Regions from separate parts of the Mus musculus genome. Here region 2 is linked to region 1. Evidence: chromatin contacts called from public Hi-C data. All regions are on one chromosome and are shown on one strand. Each heading gives the region's core, a stretch centred on a gene start, on an enhancer-like site or on the middle of the called end of the contact. The rest is flanking DNA. Distances are from core to core; before and after follow the strand shown.

Evidence for each region. A called contact is a pair of places that touch in the nucleus more often than the background predicts.
Region 2: a contact with region 1 is called in a Hi-C map of bone marrow-derived macrophages, with 66 read pairs. The contact joins the enhancer-like site here to the promoter of Nlrx1 in region 1. A contact is called at or near these places in 3 of 39 promoter capture datasets (frontonasal cranial neural crest, macrophages and second pharyngeal arch cranial neural crest), 1 of 15 datasets of contacts at CTCF or cohesin (CD8 T cells), 10 of 484 Hi-C or Micro-C datasets (B cells, the G1E-ER4 cell line, bone marrow-derived macrophages and 7 more), 12 of 115 datasets of contacts at active chromatin or transcription factors (the HPC-7 cell line, bone marrow-derived macrophages, embryonic stem cells and 5 more) and 4 of 9 other capture datasets (adipose tissue, liver, macrophages and 1 more).

The regions. Positions count from the first base shown.
Region 1 is chr9:44,266,081-44,269,668 of GRCm38.p6, forward strand. It overlaps Nlrx1 (NLR family member X1), which reads right to left and starts at 2,107. Exons shown (of 10, transcript NM_001163743.1): 1 at 1,900-2,107.
Region 2 is chr9:44,189,125-44,192,642 of GRCm38.p6, forward strand. The region is part of intron 2 of Cbl (Casitas B-lineage lymphoma); the gene reads right to left. Among named protein-coding and RNA genes, the nearest start is that of Cbl, 43 kb to the right of the region's middle. Within about 2 kb of position 2,262, at least 17 of the 459 cell types and tissues checked have an H3K27ac peak or open chromatin away from gene starts, as enhancers often do. A contact at or near this core is called in adipose tissue and bone marrow-derived macrophages, where this site is marked.

The sequences.
Region 1 (3,588 bases), core at 857-3,356:
AATAAAGTAAATTTAAAAAAAACAACCCAGTACTGTGAATGTACGGCCATCAAACCTCCCTTACATGTGCATACACACACACACATACACATGGCACATGCACACATATACACAGAGACAGGCACATGCACTGACAGACACACACATACACATGGCACATGCACACAAATACACAGAGACAGGCACATGCACTGACAGACACACACACACATACACATGGCACACGCACACACACAAATATACACACATACAAACACATACATACCTCTCTCTCTCTCACACACACACACACACACACACACACACCTCTCCCTCCCTCTCTTGCTTTCTCTCGAACCCTTACCCCTAGTATCTAAGAAGGGGCCATCTCCCAAGAGAGGCTCAGCCCTTCCTCATATGTATAAAAGAAGCCTTTGAAACCCTGCCCTGGCTTCTAGCTCTCCTCAGCAAAGATAATCCTAACCTGAGTGATTCTGTTTCATCTCCTACCAGCTCCTGCCTGGCACTGGAGTTTCACAGCTGCCTCTGCCCCGAGATCCAGCCCAATCATCTGCTTTTAGGTTTTATTTTTGCTTGACTGCTAGCAAGCTCAGATAGGAGCCCTGTGCTCACTCGCAGGCCTTTTCTGAGCCTGGCTTTTTTCCCCCACTCATCCTTATTCATTTCCGTCTGCTTTTGTGCCACGGCTGAGTTTTAATGGCTGTATCACTTTATCATCTCTCTGACTTTTATGTAAGCTGCCTGTAAGGCTGGCATAAATAATAAATGGATGTGTGAATGAACTTCCTGCTTGACACAAGGATGTGCCGCCTCTGCCTCACACTTCAGCCATGCCAACCTGGCCTCGTCAGCCCCCCTCCTCTGTTTACTTTGTGGCAGAGCTCCCCCAAGCCCTGGATTCACACACTATTCCCTTGCTCTTTATTCGAAGCCTTCCCCCACAGGCAGCGGTGGCAGTCTTACAGATCTCTCCCTACTGGTTTTTGCCAGCCTCTTCATTTCATCATTTCAGAGAGATCCTTCCAGACCTTACAAAACCCTACTTCCTCAAGTCCTCTGTGCCTCCACTGTTGGCCTATTCCACTCCCTCATCCCCTGCAGAAATCAGCTCCCTAAACTCCTAAGCTACTTGACAGCTATGAAACCCAGGCCCACACAAGCTATTTTTCCAGGTTTGCCCCCAGCCCACACCTCATCCTCCAAGACTACTATTGGATTCTTGCTCTCACCTTCCTAACTCAGTCCCTATACTTTGGTTAGCATTTACTTTATCAGAATCCCAGACACTCTTTGAAGATACTGCTCAAGGTACTCTTTCCCAAGGAGTCTATTCTGGCCCACCCCATCCCACAGCTCCTTGACATGCATATGTGGCTAGGCTGGCGTGGCCTCCCTCACTGCCGCTAGGGCAGAAGGGAAGCAAACTTAGGAAGAGGCTGCACTGAGCACAACTAGCCAGAGCAGGAGCTGGCTGAGGTCTTGAGTGGGCTGGAAACAGGAGACCTGGGGATTAGAGAAAGGTCCTGAAAACCTGACAAATCCCAGGATTGACATCAATCAGCCCCAGGTCCACTGAGTCAAGATAAGACGTGCAGGGTCTAGGATAATTCTCTAATCGAGCAGTTGTCATGGCACTAATCAAAAGAAGGAATGCAACAGAAGTTGCGGAGCTTTTCCACCAAACTGGGTCCCAAATAGCTTTCCCACTTCCACTTGGCTTGGGGGCGGGGGGGCAAAGTGAAGCTGCCAGTAGGCCTGTATTCAGCGCCCAAGCTCCGGCAGAATCCCCAGTGCCACTTGCCCGCTCCCGCGACCCAGCTGCCCGGCTCTTGCTTCCGGGGCCCAGCGCAGCCGTCCAGCCGGGGGCCGGAGGAGCGATCGACCCAGTTAGGCCTTTACCCAGGTTGCCTAGGCCCTGGTGCCCGTCGCCGTGGCCCGGAGGGAAGGAGGCCTGCGTCTCCCGCTGGCTCCGAGCTTCCCCGGCTCGCTCGGCACGGCGCGTCTAGGCCGCCTCCGCCCGCCAGCCAGCGCGCAGCCCGGCCCACTCTGGCACCCCGCCCGGTCTGGACACTGGAGGGCACTGAGCAAAGACCCGCAGAAGGGGGAATGGGGTGCTGGCGCGGGGCGGAGACTCCGGCCCCACCCGGTCTTCCCAGGGCCCAGGTTCCCGTACTGCCCCCTGCAGGTTCCCAAGCGTCAGGCCCAGCCGATGACCTCATCCACCTCCAAGTCTGGACTTGATGAAGCCCATTTTACAGATGAAGACACGGAAGCGTGGAAGAGAAAATGACTCGGGCGCAGGTCGTCCCTGTTGGAAGTAGATGATTCAGAAGAAAAGCTCCGGTCTAGGCCTTCCTTACACTTAGGTACTCATCCCCAGAGCATAATGACTTCCCTTCCTGCTCACAAACGTAGCTTACCTCCAGGCAGAAGACAGCCCTTCTTGGATCCTCCCCTTCTGTGTTATTCAGTCCCAAGACTCTAGAGGGGGGCCTCTGACCACTTTGGCCAGGAAGGAAGAATGGGTACCGACAGATAACTTCCTTCTCCAACCTGTTCTTCCTGTCTGACATCCCGTCATGGTTTTAGCCTTGGGACTTCCGTGTTCTAAAAACCCCAACCCTCATCCCTTCCATTCAAGGAACACCCAAGGTTCTCGTAACCAAGCTGACAGTGACCTTCAAACAAGGAACGCCTCCACATGCAAACACTGGTGTGCAATGTGCAAAGAACAGACATGAAGTAGAGAACTCAGAGAGAGAGGCTCCTCAGGGCCGGCTGGGAAGAGGCTTTTGTGGTCTACCCTCCATAGGAACAGAAGGCCAATGGTGATAATTTTATCTAGGCGATTGTCCATTTATTCCATGTGTGGTGTTAGGCCAGTACTGAACATTCACCCTGGGCTGCCAAGCAGAGCAAGTCATGCAGGGACCCACCATACTTGACAATGAATTTCTTCAGAAGTCGAGGCAAACTATTAGGAAAATTACTACCTGCCTCTAGCAGAGACTCTGACATTTGAACTGGCTGTTAAAAAGTCAGAATGAAAAAAGTCACTGGGCAGCATGGAAAAGGGCATATTTGCATTTTAAGAGATGTTCTTCTAAGATTGGAGAATGGCTCGGCCGTTAGGAGCACTGGCTGCTCTTCCAGAGGGCCTGGGTTCCATTCCCAGCATCTACACAGCAGCTCACAACCATCTGTAACTCCATTCTCAGTGGATCTGATGCCCTCTTCTGGCCTCTTCAGGCACTGCATGTATATGGTACACAAATACACATGCATGCAAAATACCCATACACATATTTATTTGTTTGTTTATTTGTTTATTTATTTATTGGTTTTTCGAGACAGGATTTCTCTGTATATCCCTGGCTGTCCTGAAACTCACTTTGTAGACCAGGCTGGCCTTGAACTCAGAAATCCACCTGCCTCTGCCTTCCAAGTGCTGGGATTAAAGGCGTGCACCACCACCGCCCGGCTGAACATTTTTTTGCACATATTTTTTTAAATATTAAAAATAAAAGAGTCTGGGTAGAGGTAGCACATGCCTTTAATTTCAGTACAAGAAGGCAGAGGCAGGTGGAT
Region 2 (3,518 bases), core at 1,012-3,511, 77 kb before region 1:
GAGAGAGAGAGAGAGAGAGAGAGAGAGAGAGAGAGAGAGAGAGAGAGAGAGAAAAGAAATGAAGAAGACAAAGAGGAGAAGGAAGAAGAGGAAAAGGAGGGCACTGGCTGTTCTTCCAGAGAACCCAGGTTCAGTTCCCAGCACCCACATGGCAGCTTACCACTGTCTGTAACTCCAGTTCCAAGGGATCCTCATACAGACATGCATACAGGCAAAATACCAATGCACATAAAATAAATCAAATTTTTTTAAGGGGGGCAACATTTGGAGTTTATGGAAGTTATAAAAAGTTAAATGCATGGAAGTACCTGGAAGATATAAAATGATTCAAACCCAGGGCCTGGAGAGATGGCTCAGCAAGTAAAGACACTTGTGGTGAAAGCCTGGCAAGTTCACTCTCATGTAAAGGTAGAAGGAAAACGCTGACTCCACAAAGCTGTCCTCCAATTTCTCAAGTGTCCAAGCATGTCTTCAGATTATGTACATGCAGTAATAATACAAATTTAAAATAAGTCGATTCGACCTCAAAAGCTGAAAATTTCTATTATTTTTAGTAAGACACTGAAATTTCCTTTTATTTACTTTTTTTTATGTGTATGAGTATTTTGCCTCCATGTATGCCCTTGTATGTCTTGGGCAGAGATCAGAGAAAGGTGCCAGATCCTCTGAGACCAGAGTTACAGGTGCTGAGAACTGAACCCAGGGTCTCTGGAAGAGCAGCTAGTACTATAAACCACTGAGCCTTTTTATTTATTTATTACTTTATGTATATGGATATCTCGCCTGCATGTATGCCTATGCACCATATGCAGGCCTGGTGTCCTCAGAGCCCAGAAGAATATACTGGGTTCCCTGAAATTAGAGTTGCAGGCAGCTGTGAGCCACCATGTGTGTGCTGGTAATCAAACCCTGGCTCTCTCAAAGAGCAGCCAGTCTTCTTAAACCACTAAGCCATCTCTCCAGTCTCAGAAATGAAAATTTAAATGGGCAGATTAATAGCAAATACTTTAGAGCAGTGGTTCTCAACCTCCTTAATGCTGTGACTCTTTAATACAGTTCATCCTGCTGTGGAAACTCCCAACCTTAAGATTATTTTCTTGCTACTTCATAATTGTAATTTTGATAGTGTTATGATCCATAATGTAAATATCTGATATGTGACCCTTGTGAAAGGGCGGAGACCCACAGGTTGGGAACCAGTGCTTTAGTAGAAAACAACAATAAGCTGAAGAGAGTAGTAGAAACTTTCTAAATTAAAATACTGGGGAGGGGATCGATGTAGTCGTAGTGGCCAATGGAACATTAAGCAGTCTCCTGAAGGAGAAATGGGAGAGACAGAAACAGTGACAGGAGCTTTCCCAAGTGTGACAGAAACTGGCATCTCAACAGCACTCGAGGAAGCTCCCACAGAATGTTAACATTATTACAAAGCTATGCTTCGGGCTAAGGAGACAGATCGGTGCTGCCCTTCTCACCTCCACATGTGTGTCATGACATGTGCAAACTTATAATAAATTAATTTAGAAATAGATGAATACAATAGTTCTCAGGGCCCTTTCAGACAGTCTGAAATACTAAAATTACCTCCGTAAAATGTTACACACAACATGCCTTTTTCCACTCTAGTGACATTCGCATTCATGGCCCAGGAAACAGTGGACAAGACTGCCGATTCCAGACACAATCAAGACAACACACCAAACTATTTATGCAGTCAAAATACAGCTGTATTCTTTTTTGTTTGTTTGTTTGTTTGTTTTTCGAGACAGGGTTTCTCTGTGTAGCCCTGGCTGTCCTGGAACTCACTCTGTAGACCAGGCTGGCCTCGAACTCAGAAATCCGCCTGCCCTTTGCCTCCCGAGCACTGGGATTAAAGGCGTGCGCCACCACGCCTGGCACAGCTGTATTCGTAAAACCAAATACTGTTTGCTTGCACTTTAAGAATTCCCTTAACAGAGTCTTACAATATGGCTCAGTGATTAAAGGTACTCGTCTTAAACCTTGACAACACAAGTTCAATGCCTACAGCTTACTCAAATTACATGAGCCACGGCACTTGTACCCACACATACACATTACACACACACACACACACACACACACACACACACACTTTCTGAATCTCCTTTATTGAAGCAGACGTCTTTAATAATTACTCCTGTTAGATCCACAGTGAAGTGCTTTGTTTCTTTAGACATTCTGTGTGACACAATGAGAAGAACACCAAGTTCTGTTGCAATATGGCCAACCTTAGGAAAGTACTTACGCAATGCAACAGTGATGCAAGCTTTTTTAAAAAGGCATTTTTTTCTTAAGATCACTTAAGCCATTTCTAGCACACAACATCAACAATATCATATAACCATAACCACTATCCATTTCCAGATTTATTTACATTCCCTTTTTCTTCAATAGTGCTTACTCTTGATACATTTTACACCTGTATATATGCATTTGACCATATACCCCATTCTTATCTTTTTGAGACAGAGCATCATGTTATGATGTATCCCAGGGCGGGCTAAAACTTTCCATCCAGTAGAGAATGACCTTCAGTGTCTCTGGTCTTCCTGAGAGCTGAGACTGCAGGTGGGTGCTACAATGATGGCAATAGTTGGTTTGTTAAGATAGGCCCTAGCCTTGCAGCACACACTGGCTTTGAACCTGCAGTGATATTCCTGTCTCAGCACAGCAGAATTTCAGGAACGTGCCTCAATGCTACCATTTCTAGAACTCATCTATTCTGGCTATATGACCATTGAGCAGTAACCACCTCTCCCCTCCTTTTAGTTCCCAATACTCTATTATACCTGTCTTTATAAATTTGCACAGTCTAAATACCTCATAAGTAAAATCATAAAACGTCCTTTTAGATCTGGCTTATTTCAATCAGCAAACTGTCTTCACAATTAATCTGTGCTGTAGCTTGTATGTGCATTCTACCCCTTCTTACAGGTGAGTATTGAAACTTACCTGGCCAGTGAGATGGCTTGGACAGAGATGCCTGTGCACAAGACCTGAGTTTGACCTCAGATTTCTGGACCCCACAAGGTAGGAAAGAACCAACTGCTGAGGTGTGTGTGCATACAGAATAATACAAATTTAATTTTCCTAGAGTTCTATACAATATGTTAAACATATCCCCTCCCCATACTCACACCCTCCTTTTTCTCAGCCCTACTAGTCCCCACCACTTCCCTAGACAGTTTTACTTTGTCACTTAATATCTGTGTGCATGACTTTATGTTGACTATAGAAAAATCTAGAAATCATAAACAAGAGAAAACAATGATATACATATGGCTTTCTGTGATTGGCTTAACTCACTTATGACTAATACTGCCTTCATTTGCATTCATTTTTCTTGAAATGACAGAATTTCATTTTCCTTTATGGCTGAAAAGGTTTCACTGTACAAATGGCACACTTTTGTTATTTCCTGTTGTTGGACACCTCAGCTCGTTCCCTAACTTAGCTATGGCAGTCCTGCAGTGAATGCTATGCTCCAGAATCTCGGT